Linked DNA regions of Sus scrofa: region 1 is linked to region 2. Evidence: chromatin contacts called from public HiChIP or PLAC-seq data. All regions are on one chromosome and are shown on one strand. Each heading gives the region's core, a stretch centred on a gene start, on an enhancer-like site or on the middle of the called end of the contact. The rest is flanking DNA. Distances are from core to core; before and after follow the strand shown. Region 1 holds the start of PDLIM3 (PDZ and LIM domain 3). Region 2 holds the start of CCDC110 (coiled-coil domain-containing protein 110).

The links. HiChIP or PLAC-seq counts read pairs in DNA pulled down with a chosen protein or histone mark.
Region 1: an H3K27ac HiChIP or PLAC-seq map of skeletal muscle shows a contact between it and region 2. The contact joins the promoter of PDLIM3 here to the promoter of CCDC110 in region 2. A contact is called at or near these places in 1 of 47 Hi-C or Micro-C datasets (skeletal muscle) and 1 of 2 datasets of contacts at active chromatin or transcription factors (skeletal muscle).

What each region holds. Positions count from the first base shown.
Region 1 is chr15:46,544,249-46,549,225 of Sscrofa11.1, forward strand. PDLIM3 (PDZ and LIM domain 3) reads right to left here and starts at 2,298. Exons shown (of 8, transcript NM_001001637.1): 1 at 2,086-2,298. The coding sequence starts at 2,178. It also overlaps a transcript of C15H4orf47 not described here.
Region 2 is chr15:46,501,048-46,506,290 of Sscrofa11.1, forward strand. CCDC110 (coiled-coil domain-containing protein 110) reads right to left here and starts at 2,629. Exons shown (of 7, transcript XM_021075584.1): 1 at 2,359-2,629. The coding sequence starts at 2,368. It also overlaps a transcript of C15H4orf47 not described here.

The sequences.
Region 1 (4,977 bases), core at 1,048-3,547, 43 kb after region 2:
AGTGCAACTAAAGGGTTTAGAAGAGTGCATGGCAGGCAAAAAAAATATGCTAACATATATACAACCTCATTCACTGCCTTTCAACACAGTATAAAAATTATGAAATTAACAATTATTCTACTACCTCATTACAACACTAATAATTATTTTTGTGTAATATATAGTCTTTTTCCAAATGATTTTTTTAGTATTCTTATAGTTTCAGTGGAAATATTTTCAGTTATATGTCCACTAAGGCAAAAAAGTGCAAGTGAATATGTTTTCATTTATTCAGCAAGAATCCACTGTGTGAATGGCTTTGGGGACACTTGGAATACAAAACAGTTTAGTTTTACCTGCTCTCCTTGAGTTTAAGTTAATTGAAGAGAAGAGCCATAGTCAAATGAAATAATCATATATGGTTGTGTGGGATTATTGAATCAGGTGTCAATATGAGTGATGCAACTTAGTTATGGGTTAAAAATTCAAACAGAATTGGCTTCCCAAATAATAACTGTCATTATATCAAATGTATTTACCAATAGCTCCTGCAGTCAACTCCAAAATGTAAGTTCTGCTTTCAAATAAACACTGTTGATAATGTCAGCAACTCAACGTTTCAAACATAAGATTCATCATATTGACATGTTGCACAGTAATAGCAAGATATTTCTTTTATAAATCACTGAAGGACTTTTGTGACAAAATTAGTTCCTTAGGATTTAATATAAATCTGATTTATCCTTTGTTAGGATTCAAAAGCTTATTTAATTTAAACAAATGAAAACTATACTTTAGAAACTTTAAAAATATTTTTTGGTAGAGATAATGGAAACTGCTTTCTTTAGTAAATCCATAAAAGGCATTGCTTGGCCCAGATCACTGAACCATTTTCTGCCTAATTTACTTAGGAACTTTTGGGGGGTATGTTAAGTTTTTATGAAAACACATGTCAGATGTGTTTATATGTTTTTGAAAATGTAAAACAAAGCTTGAAATGGTCCATGGTATGCATCTGTGTGAAACATGTTTTGAAACCCAAAAGACACTGGTTCTTAAAACTCTTAAGTCCAATGGAATATAAAAGGCATCACCTTGCTTAAAATTTATGTGAATGTATCAGATTATAAATTATAGTTATGAAATACATTATAAGCAGTAAGGAAGGAAAATAAAGCATAGTAAAGGTACAAATATTATGAAAGTTTGCTTTTAAAATTAGGTTCAATATGCTTTATATGTGGTAACTGAAATAAAAACAATAATTTTCTGTTAAGTAAACACATGTTGAAAAAATCAGGTAGACCAACTATAAAGTTACTGACAGGACAGATGCTGAAGTTTCCATTTTCTTTTGTTCCTAATTAGACAATACTTTAGAGAATATCAAGTCAGGAAAGCTTGACTTTGATACTGAAGTATGACCTTCAGAGTTTTAGGCTGAGTGATGGTCCTCCATCAAGTAAACAAAACTATCTGACACGTTTTCTTTTTAGTTTGAGTTATAGATGATGATTTCTAAGCCAAATTCTAGCTTTGGAAAATATTTATTCAAAATGCCTGGAAACCCAGGAATACGGATTAGTAATATGTTCCCTGTCTGGGCTGATATGAGCAGTTCCGACTTGGCCGGCCCAGGTTGTGCCCTGCTGAAGTTTTCATCCAGTCAAAGAAGGCATTCAGATGGCGTTTGTTCTGCTCCAACCACCATGGCTACTGTCAGTTCTCTGTCTCTCTTCCTGGACCCCACCTGGTTTGTTACTGAAAGGAGACCGGGAGTAAAGGACAAAAAGGCAGCGCACCTCACAGCCTAGCCTTCTCTGAGCCCAGAGAAACCACGCTATCAGTTCACCTCTCCTCGGAAAGTTGCTGGGGTCCAAGAGGCTGCAGAGACCATTGCAACTGACTTGGTTAATTCTCAAAGCTGCTCTGCATCTTCCAAACCTTAGTTTGCCAAGATGCTGCCGTCCCTTGGGCTGTGACCCCATCCCGAGGCTGAGGACCCACCTAGAGCACCCCAGTGGCTCACTGGCCACTCTCCTTTCCAGGGGGACCCGCGGCACTCCAGAGTCTCCGACCTGCAGCAAAAGATCGGTAAACACCTACCCTGGTGATGATCAAGGGCTGGTTGAAGTCTATGCCCCCCGAGAGTCTGAAGCCCCAGGGCGCAGGGCCCGGCAGGATCACGTTTTGGGGCATGGTGCACGGCCTTCCTCAGGCGGGGGTGCAGCGAGTGTCCCGGGGCGGGAAAGCCCACTCTGATCCCGGGGCAGTGTCCTCGCGGGACCGCGGCCCAGGAGCTTTATCCCTGCTCCCGAGTGACGTCACCGGCCTCCCCTCCTCCCCTCCCCCTCCCACCAAGGAGAGCTCCAACTTTGGAAGAAAGACGCGCCAGACCCGCGGAGTTTACAGACGCTCACCGGCCGCCGCGGGCGCAGCCTCCCAGACCTCTTGGGCGGCCGCTGGAGGAGGCTTTGGGTTACAATTCTCATTACTCTCTTAAAGAAACACCTGTCCTCCAGTTTATCTTCTGCTTGGAGAGCAGCAGTGAGCTTCATTCGACTGTAAGCCGCAGCTGTTAAGCCACAACCTCTATGTTTTCAACTAAAAAAACCACAAGCATCATCAATGCAAATGGTTATTTTACAATTTTGATTGTGCTAAAGTTTCCTTACTAGTTGTGTAGTCTTGGTTAAATTACTTATCGTCCTTAAGCCTCAGTTTCTCATCTGTAAAATAGGGGTAATGATGGTACATCTGTGGTAGGGTTGATCTGAGAATTAAATGAGCCATCTCTGCACAGTGCCTGGCACAGCAGGAGTGCTCAGCAAATAGCAAGCCTTTCTGCAATTAAGTAATACGGTCAGATATATTCGTAGGTATATGTAATATACATTAATACAAATACATTAAAATTTTATCTTTATTTTTATTTTTAGTTTTTTTAGTTTTTTTTCATTTTTTTATTACTCATGAATTTATCACATCTGTAGTTGTATAATGATCATAACAATCTGATTCCACAGGATTTCCAAAATTTTATTTTTTGTCTTTTTTTTTTTTTTTTGCTATTTCTTTGGGCCACTTCCCGCGGCATATGGAGGTTCCCAGGCTAGGGGTCAAATCGGAGCTTTAGCCGCCAGCCTATGCCAGAGCCACAGCAACACGGGATCCGAGCCGCATCTGCAACCTACACCACAGCTCATGGCAACGCCAGATCGTTAACCCACTGAGCAAGGGCAGGGATCGAACCCGCAACCTCATGGTTCCTAGTCGGATTTGTTAACCACTGCGCCACGACGGGAACTCCCTAAAATTTTATTTTTAAAAATAAAGAAATCTAAAGTGAAAACGTCACACAAAGGTACTCAGTCCAATAAACCATCTGAAAGTATGTATGAGAAGATGATTTGTCAGTATACTCAAAGTATAGTTTAATTTTGTTTGGAGTAATTGTCACTTCCCTCAAATTCAGGCTGTAAACTTATGTTTTTGACACATGAGTGATGAGTATAACAGAAACCTAGGAGTTGAGACTGTCTTGTGTGGCTCCCACAAGAGGTCTAGACAGGATGAAACTGCTTAGAGGAAAAGGAGGGGTTGGGTATTCACTGAGCATCTTCATGGTCCAGGTCCTCTAGTGATTGCATTACCCATGTCATCTTCATCCTCATGGCAAGTCCATCAGTTGCTGTTATTATTTCTTTTTTTTTTTTTTAAATCAAGTAGAGGAAGTAATTTCTTAGAAGTTGAGTTACTTGCATAAGATCATACAGCTAATAAGTGACACAGTTGAGATCACAAACCCAGGTCTGTTTGTCTCCATTGTCTGCCTGGTATAGGTCTGAGGATCGGGAGATTCTGAGGAAGGTCCTGTCATAGCCTCAGAGTGTAATCAAGTACTTCTGGTGTTATTCACCAGTTTGCTCTGATTCCCAAAGAGAGGGGTAAGGATGAGGGAGGAGAAGTGCGAAATGTTTTAAAAACTCAAGAACAAGGATCTTGGACTTCAGGCCTGATATGATAGTGTATCAGTCCAGGAGAGCAGAGCTGCAACATACTTTATTAACAGAGTGCTCTGTTTGGATGTCGTTTAAGACTCATAGAGAAAAGAGATTCAGGAAACTGTAAACAAGGTGGACTAGCCCAGGGATAGTGTGAATTATAAAACTGGGTTGGAACTATGTTGTCTACTGTGGTGGCTTATATAAAAGTCCCAGAGGATAGGTGTTTTCTGTTCCCACATATTTTCCAGTGCCCCACCTATGTTACGTTATCAAGGAAATAATCATATATGTGTTGATTTTTGCCTATTTGGGATGGCTGTTTTTATCACAAAGCACATTTCCTCTGTCAGTCACTGGCTGTGTCTGCATGGTACACACACACACCCCCCGAGAGGTCAATTCAGGAAAAAAAAAAATCAGACAAGTTACTTGGTACTGTGTAAGTGTAACAATCGTTTATACCTTACCTTATGAGCTGGCTTATATAACAAATTGATTATATATTTTTTAACATTTTCTGCCGTTTACCTGTTCGTTTTGGCATCATTTAGATTAAGCAGTATCTATGCAACATAAATTAATACAGTATAATACCTGAAGAGTTCAAAAGAATTTGCAGAGAGCCTGGAAAGCAGGGATGTGAACTAGGTAGTTTCCCTACATCCTGCTATTTACTGAGGTCTCTAGGAAGGTATTCAGAGGTGACTGTCAAGGTGGAGTTGAGAATAACTGTGAGACAGTGTTCTAGGGAAGAAGCAGTGACCCAGTGCTAACTAGTCCTAGAGGTTCCTGCTTTTGGTTTGGGGACTGTCCTAAGAAGGTTTTTTTTTTTTTTTTTTGGATGAGTCTTTCATGTATTTTCTTTTATATATTTCCTCCTTTAAAGGATTAAGTTAAACTATGATTCCATTAGATATTACTTTTGTGGTTATTATTTCAAATCATATTTAGAAAGCCCTTCAACTTTTTCCTTTTAAAGAAGGTTAATGAA
Region 2 (5,243 bases), core at 1,379-3,878:
CAGATATTATAGAAGCTGGTTGAAAGTATACACCCCCCACCAACCCCATTACGATCTGACCCTCATCACTGAGAAAGCAGCTGTGGTTAAGAGCCTGGAGCCCTTTGACCACCTGAAGAATCTGCCTTCATCACAGGGCAGGGATGGACCATGAGTCCATCTGGATATTGCTCAGCTTTGTATCTTACTGGGAATAAAATGTAGTTAGAAATGTTCATCTAAGGGAGATAAGAAAGAACTCAAGTGAGGTCTGGATCAGTCCAGCAAGGCATCCCAAAGTTTCTCAAACTCTAAAATAACCTCTTCTGATGCACTCAGAGCAAAATGCAGATCAAAAGGAATATATAACCTAGAATCCCACAATCCAGAATTACCTCTTGCTAACTTTAGGTACTCACCCTTCAGTCAGCTGGTAATACACATATGTGGGAAAAAAATAAATGATTTTGGAGTGAATCGGGTCAGCGTTCTTTTGGTCAGCACTAGGGAATGGATCACTTGGTGACAATTGAGTGTCCCTAAGAGGACAGAGAGAGGAGAGGGCACAAAGTCACCCTTCCTAATTTTGCCTTTGTTTTACGCAGGAGATCCCTGCTGTCCTTGATAGAGCATGACTTGGGATATCTCTCACATATGGCATCCCTGTCCTTATGCTGGCTATGCTCTAGCACGGAAGACCGGAACTCTTACACAAGCAAATTTTGCATGTAACTTCTATGAATGCTGGCGTTTTTCTCTAGGGCTTTTCATCCTGCTTAGGTTCCAGAACAATCACATGGTCTTGCTAAATTAATGTCCCTCAGTTTCTTCTGACCTTAAATGCTCTCTGAAGTGCTGAGTTGTCTCAGTGTCTAAACTCTCTGGGAGGACTTTCTCCCCAGCTGGAGCTTTCCATTACCCTCCTATTGCACAGGGACACCGGTGGGGCTCACAAGATTGGAGAGGGGGTGGTCAGCACACTGTCCTGCTGGCCTCCACTAAGGTGTGGCTCATCCTGGTGGTCCCTGGGCCTCCAGTTGTCTTGTGTCTTATCTGTGAGGGTGTAGCTGCTCCAGCCCTTCTTTTGGGGCCCTTGACAAGACCTATATGAAGGTCCTGGATTTGGGAAGGTGGCAAATCCTGTGCTGACCTCAGGTCTCCACCTCACTGCTTTTCCTGGCACCTCTGCATCTGGGTCACCTGCATGTCCCCTATGGGCTGTGAGCAACTGTCAGATCGCAACCTGGCCCATCAGTTTAGATGTCACCTTCTGCCCACAGTACTCTGCTACTCCCCTGGAGTGTCATGCTGAACACCAGCCCCCTCTGAGGTATGTAGCCTCCTAAGGCTTCTTTCCAGGGAATGAGACTTCAACTTCAGTGTTCTCAGATCCCTCCTGGCTGGGTATTTACACACATCTTATTCATGATTTCTATGGAGCTTAAAAACTGCAGCTCTTTTAAAAAAAAAAAAACTTAATTTTTCTTTTTTTTAACAAAATAGGACGCTCAGCTGTGTTTCAATCTATTATTTAACATTTGGGTCTTTTTTCCTTTAATTTTTTCTTAATTATAGTTGATTTACAATGTTCTGTCAATTTCTGCTGTACAGAAAAATAACCCAGTTATATACATAGTTATATATATATATATAATTTTACTTTTGTATATAACTATATATATATATATATAAAACAACCTCTCTGTGCCTGTTTCCCCACTTGTAATAGGAGGAAAATGGTAGACTGACTTCATAGGGTTGTGAAGATTAGATAAGTTGATAGATTAAAGTGTTTAGAACAATATCTGGCACAAAGTAAATGCCAGATAGCGGTGTTAGTTTATTATTATATGAGTAGTTAGTGGAACTACACCAGGTGGGCAGTGGATTTAGGCAATGTACTGGCTGCCTGTAGTAAAAGGCAGAAACTTCACTGCCATCCGAGCCTTGACCTGGAAGGTTTTACCTTTTTCACTGCCACCATTTTCCTTTACCCCTTCAGAGGAATTTAGGATCTTGGACGCTGAAAGGAGAACGCAGGCCACCTCATCCTCTTCCTCAGGATGCTTTTCTGTTGGGAGAAGAGGCAAGGCCTGGGGATTCGGGACGCGGGAGCCCTGAGCCGCCACCGGAGGGCGCGCTGGAGCCACGCTGGGGCGGCGGGACTGGTGGCTCCCAGACCAAAGCCAGGCGGGCTGGGGGAGGGAGGCGGTGCTTTCCGTCCCGGGGTGAGCGAGCTGTGCAGCGAGTCTGGAAGATTCGCTCTCCGGACAGGACCCGTGTGGAGGGAGAGGCGGCTGGGGAGGCGGCGCCCTCCACTACCACCGGTCCACTTCCTAGACCGTCCCCCCAAGGGCCGGCTCCCGGCCTGGCTCTTACCTGGGCTCATTTCTGTTGCTCAGGCTCTCTTCCCAACCGACTTCCCTAACCCCTGGCATTCTGCTCAGTTGCTTCTGGCAGCCTGTTGCTTGGTAACGTGGTGGCCGGGACTCCTCGAGCGGCAGTGGCCCGCGCCTGGGTGGGGGATGGGGGAGGAAGAAGTTGCGAGTTGAAGTCGCGGGTCCGAGTACCTGATGTTCGCCCTGCTAGAGCTGCGCGGTGGGAAGGTCCCAGCTTTGCTTTGCCCCCCAAACCCAGAGGCAAGTTCATTAGGACGTTTCTCCCCTCCCCTTTCGTCTCCCCTGCTGACCCAGAACTTCATCGTGAGCAGACTCTTGATTAACACAGTATCTGTTAGACCGAAGCTGTGTGGAGAGAGGGGAATGTTTGGGGACACACAACCCCCCAGGAACCTCCCCTTGTCTGATCGCCATTTCGTTGTTTTATTCTGTTCTTGTTTCAATGCATCCCTCCGATTAGTTTCAGCGATTGGGGGTTCAAAGGGTCCTAGACCAATATTGTGAAAGGACTTATGTTTGCTGTGCTTAAAAGAAGACCCCTCTTTCCAGTAATGAGCTTAAGATAACTTGAAATGTACACAAACGGAGTTCCCGTCGTGGTGCAGTGGTTAATGATCTGACTAGGAACCATGAGGTTGTGGGTTCCATCCCTGGTCTCGCTCAGTGGGTTAAGGATCCGGCATTGCCGTGAGCTGTGGTGTAGGTTGCAGACATGGCTTGGATCTGGTGTTGCTGTGCCTCTGGCATAGGTCGGTGGCTACAGCTCCGATTAGACCCCTAGCCTGGGAATCTCCATATGCCGCGAGAGCGGCCCTAGAAAAGGCAAAAAGACAAACAAACAAACAAAAAGTACACACACATTAGAGCTGTCGCAGAATAGATCTTCATTTGTAGAACATGCTGATTTCCTATACACTTGGATAAACTGCCTGCCAAAAGATGGATGTTGTGCTGAAAGCTGGAGCTTGTTCAGCTGAGAACTGGTTGGCATGATGTGTCAGTCAAAACTTAAATAGAGTTCTTTAAGTAAAAGCTTTAAATGAGTATATATTATTTAATCTTGTGAGAACAACCATTACAGATAGAATATAAAATAATTGAAAATTCAAAATTTAAGACCCATAAGTTATGGTTTTATGAACTAGGATAATATTTCATCTAAATTTTCCAAAAGTATAGAGGAGGTATAAATTATTAATGCTGGAACTGGAAGTTCTTATTTCCTGCCATGGTGTCACACATCACCTGTACTACTTTCTCATTGTGGAGAGGTTTTCTGTTTCATTTGCCTTCATGTTAGATAGATGGGGGCACATTTCCTGTCAGATATGCTTTCTCTTTCCGTAGTTGTTGGCAGTCCAACAACTTCCCTGAAAATGTCTGCTTTATTTTTTATTGTGAGCTTCATTGCTAAAAGTTGGAATTAAAATCTGTACTGCCAGTTTTTTTTTTTTTTTTTTTTTTTTTTTTTTTTAATCTGTGAGTCACAATATTTCAGAATCTTCTAGTGGCTCCTCTTAGAGAACCCATTTTCACCTGTTGACTAACAGCTGCAGATTCAAGAATCTGGAACAAATTCAAGAGCTTGCACAAAAACAAGCTAGTCAAATCTATTCTTAGCAATTTATTACCAGACTAAAATACTTTGTTGTTTTTTAGCTTCAGAAGATCTTTTTAAAAATCTGAGATCACAAGGCTATCATTAATCATAGCTGAGATCTGTAGTAGTGTGAAAAAGTAACCAAACCACTCCTAAAATATAACAAATTTGGGCAGTTATCATAAGGTCAGTGCTTTAGTCAGAGAAGCACTGTGTTGGTGACTTAGGAAGTCTTGGATGGGTAGTGGGCCTTTGACAGCTCAAAGGCTTGGTGCAAATGCATATCCACAGCAGGCTTCCTCTATGTTTCTTATAGAATTAGTTTTAACCTAATTTTGTCTATATAGGAGATGGAACCCCACAAATCACTAAGAATAGCCACTAGCTTTGGCTCTTAGGAATTTGATTGCTGCTTTAAGGGGACTTATTAACATCAGTATAATGGGGATTCTGAGAACGTGAGTTGATGTACCTGTATGAAGTCTAGTGTGCTAAGGGATAGACAGAGAAATATCAGGATAGCCTGAGAAGGAATAGATGTTAGGGAAAGAGATATTTTTAGGATGGTGTGGAGTACTTGAGCATGCTTGCAGGCTGAGACGAGTCGGAGATTCAGAAAGGCTGGGTGGGAAAAATAAGTTGGAAAGAGAACTTGAGGAATAGAGCATGGGCATGGGTTGGATGAAGAAGACAGAGGGGCTCACAGTCTTTTCAAACTCGAGAAGTTTTGGCCATTCTTCAAAGGTGTTGGAGAGCTTTCCTCCCTCTGACCAAGGCCTGAGCAAAGGGGAACGCATGGCATGTAGGTCAGATAAGTGCTCTGTTTGTGGAGCTCCCTAAGGGTATGTAGGTGTTTATTGGTTTGAGTAAATAGAGCAGTCAGAGTCTCTGTAGCTTCTTCAAGACTTTAGTTCAGATTGAAGTATGTGACCCTCTTCTTCCTGATGCAAAGCTGCTTTATGCTTTTTTAGATACTGAAGAAACTGCACTAATTCAGGCCACTCAGTCACACATTAGTAATAACAGTGTGTTTCTCTTGCTATATAAAGATACTTAGAATATGTAATGAGTTTTTGTAAAAATGATTTTAATTTTGTTTCCATTATAGCTGCTTTACAGTGTTCTGTCAATTTTCTACTGTACAGCAAGGTGACCCAGTCACACATACATATATACATTCTTTTTCTCACATTATCATGCTCCATCATGAGTGACTAGATATAGTTCCCAGTGCTAAACAGCAGGATCTCCTTGCTTATCCATTC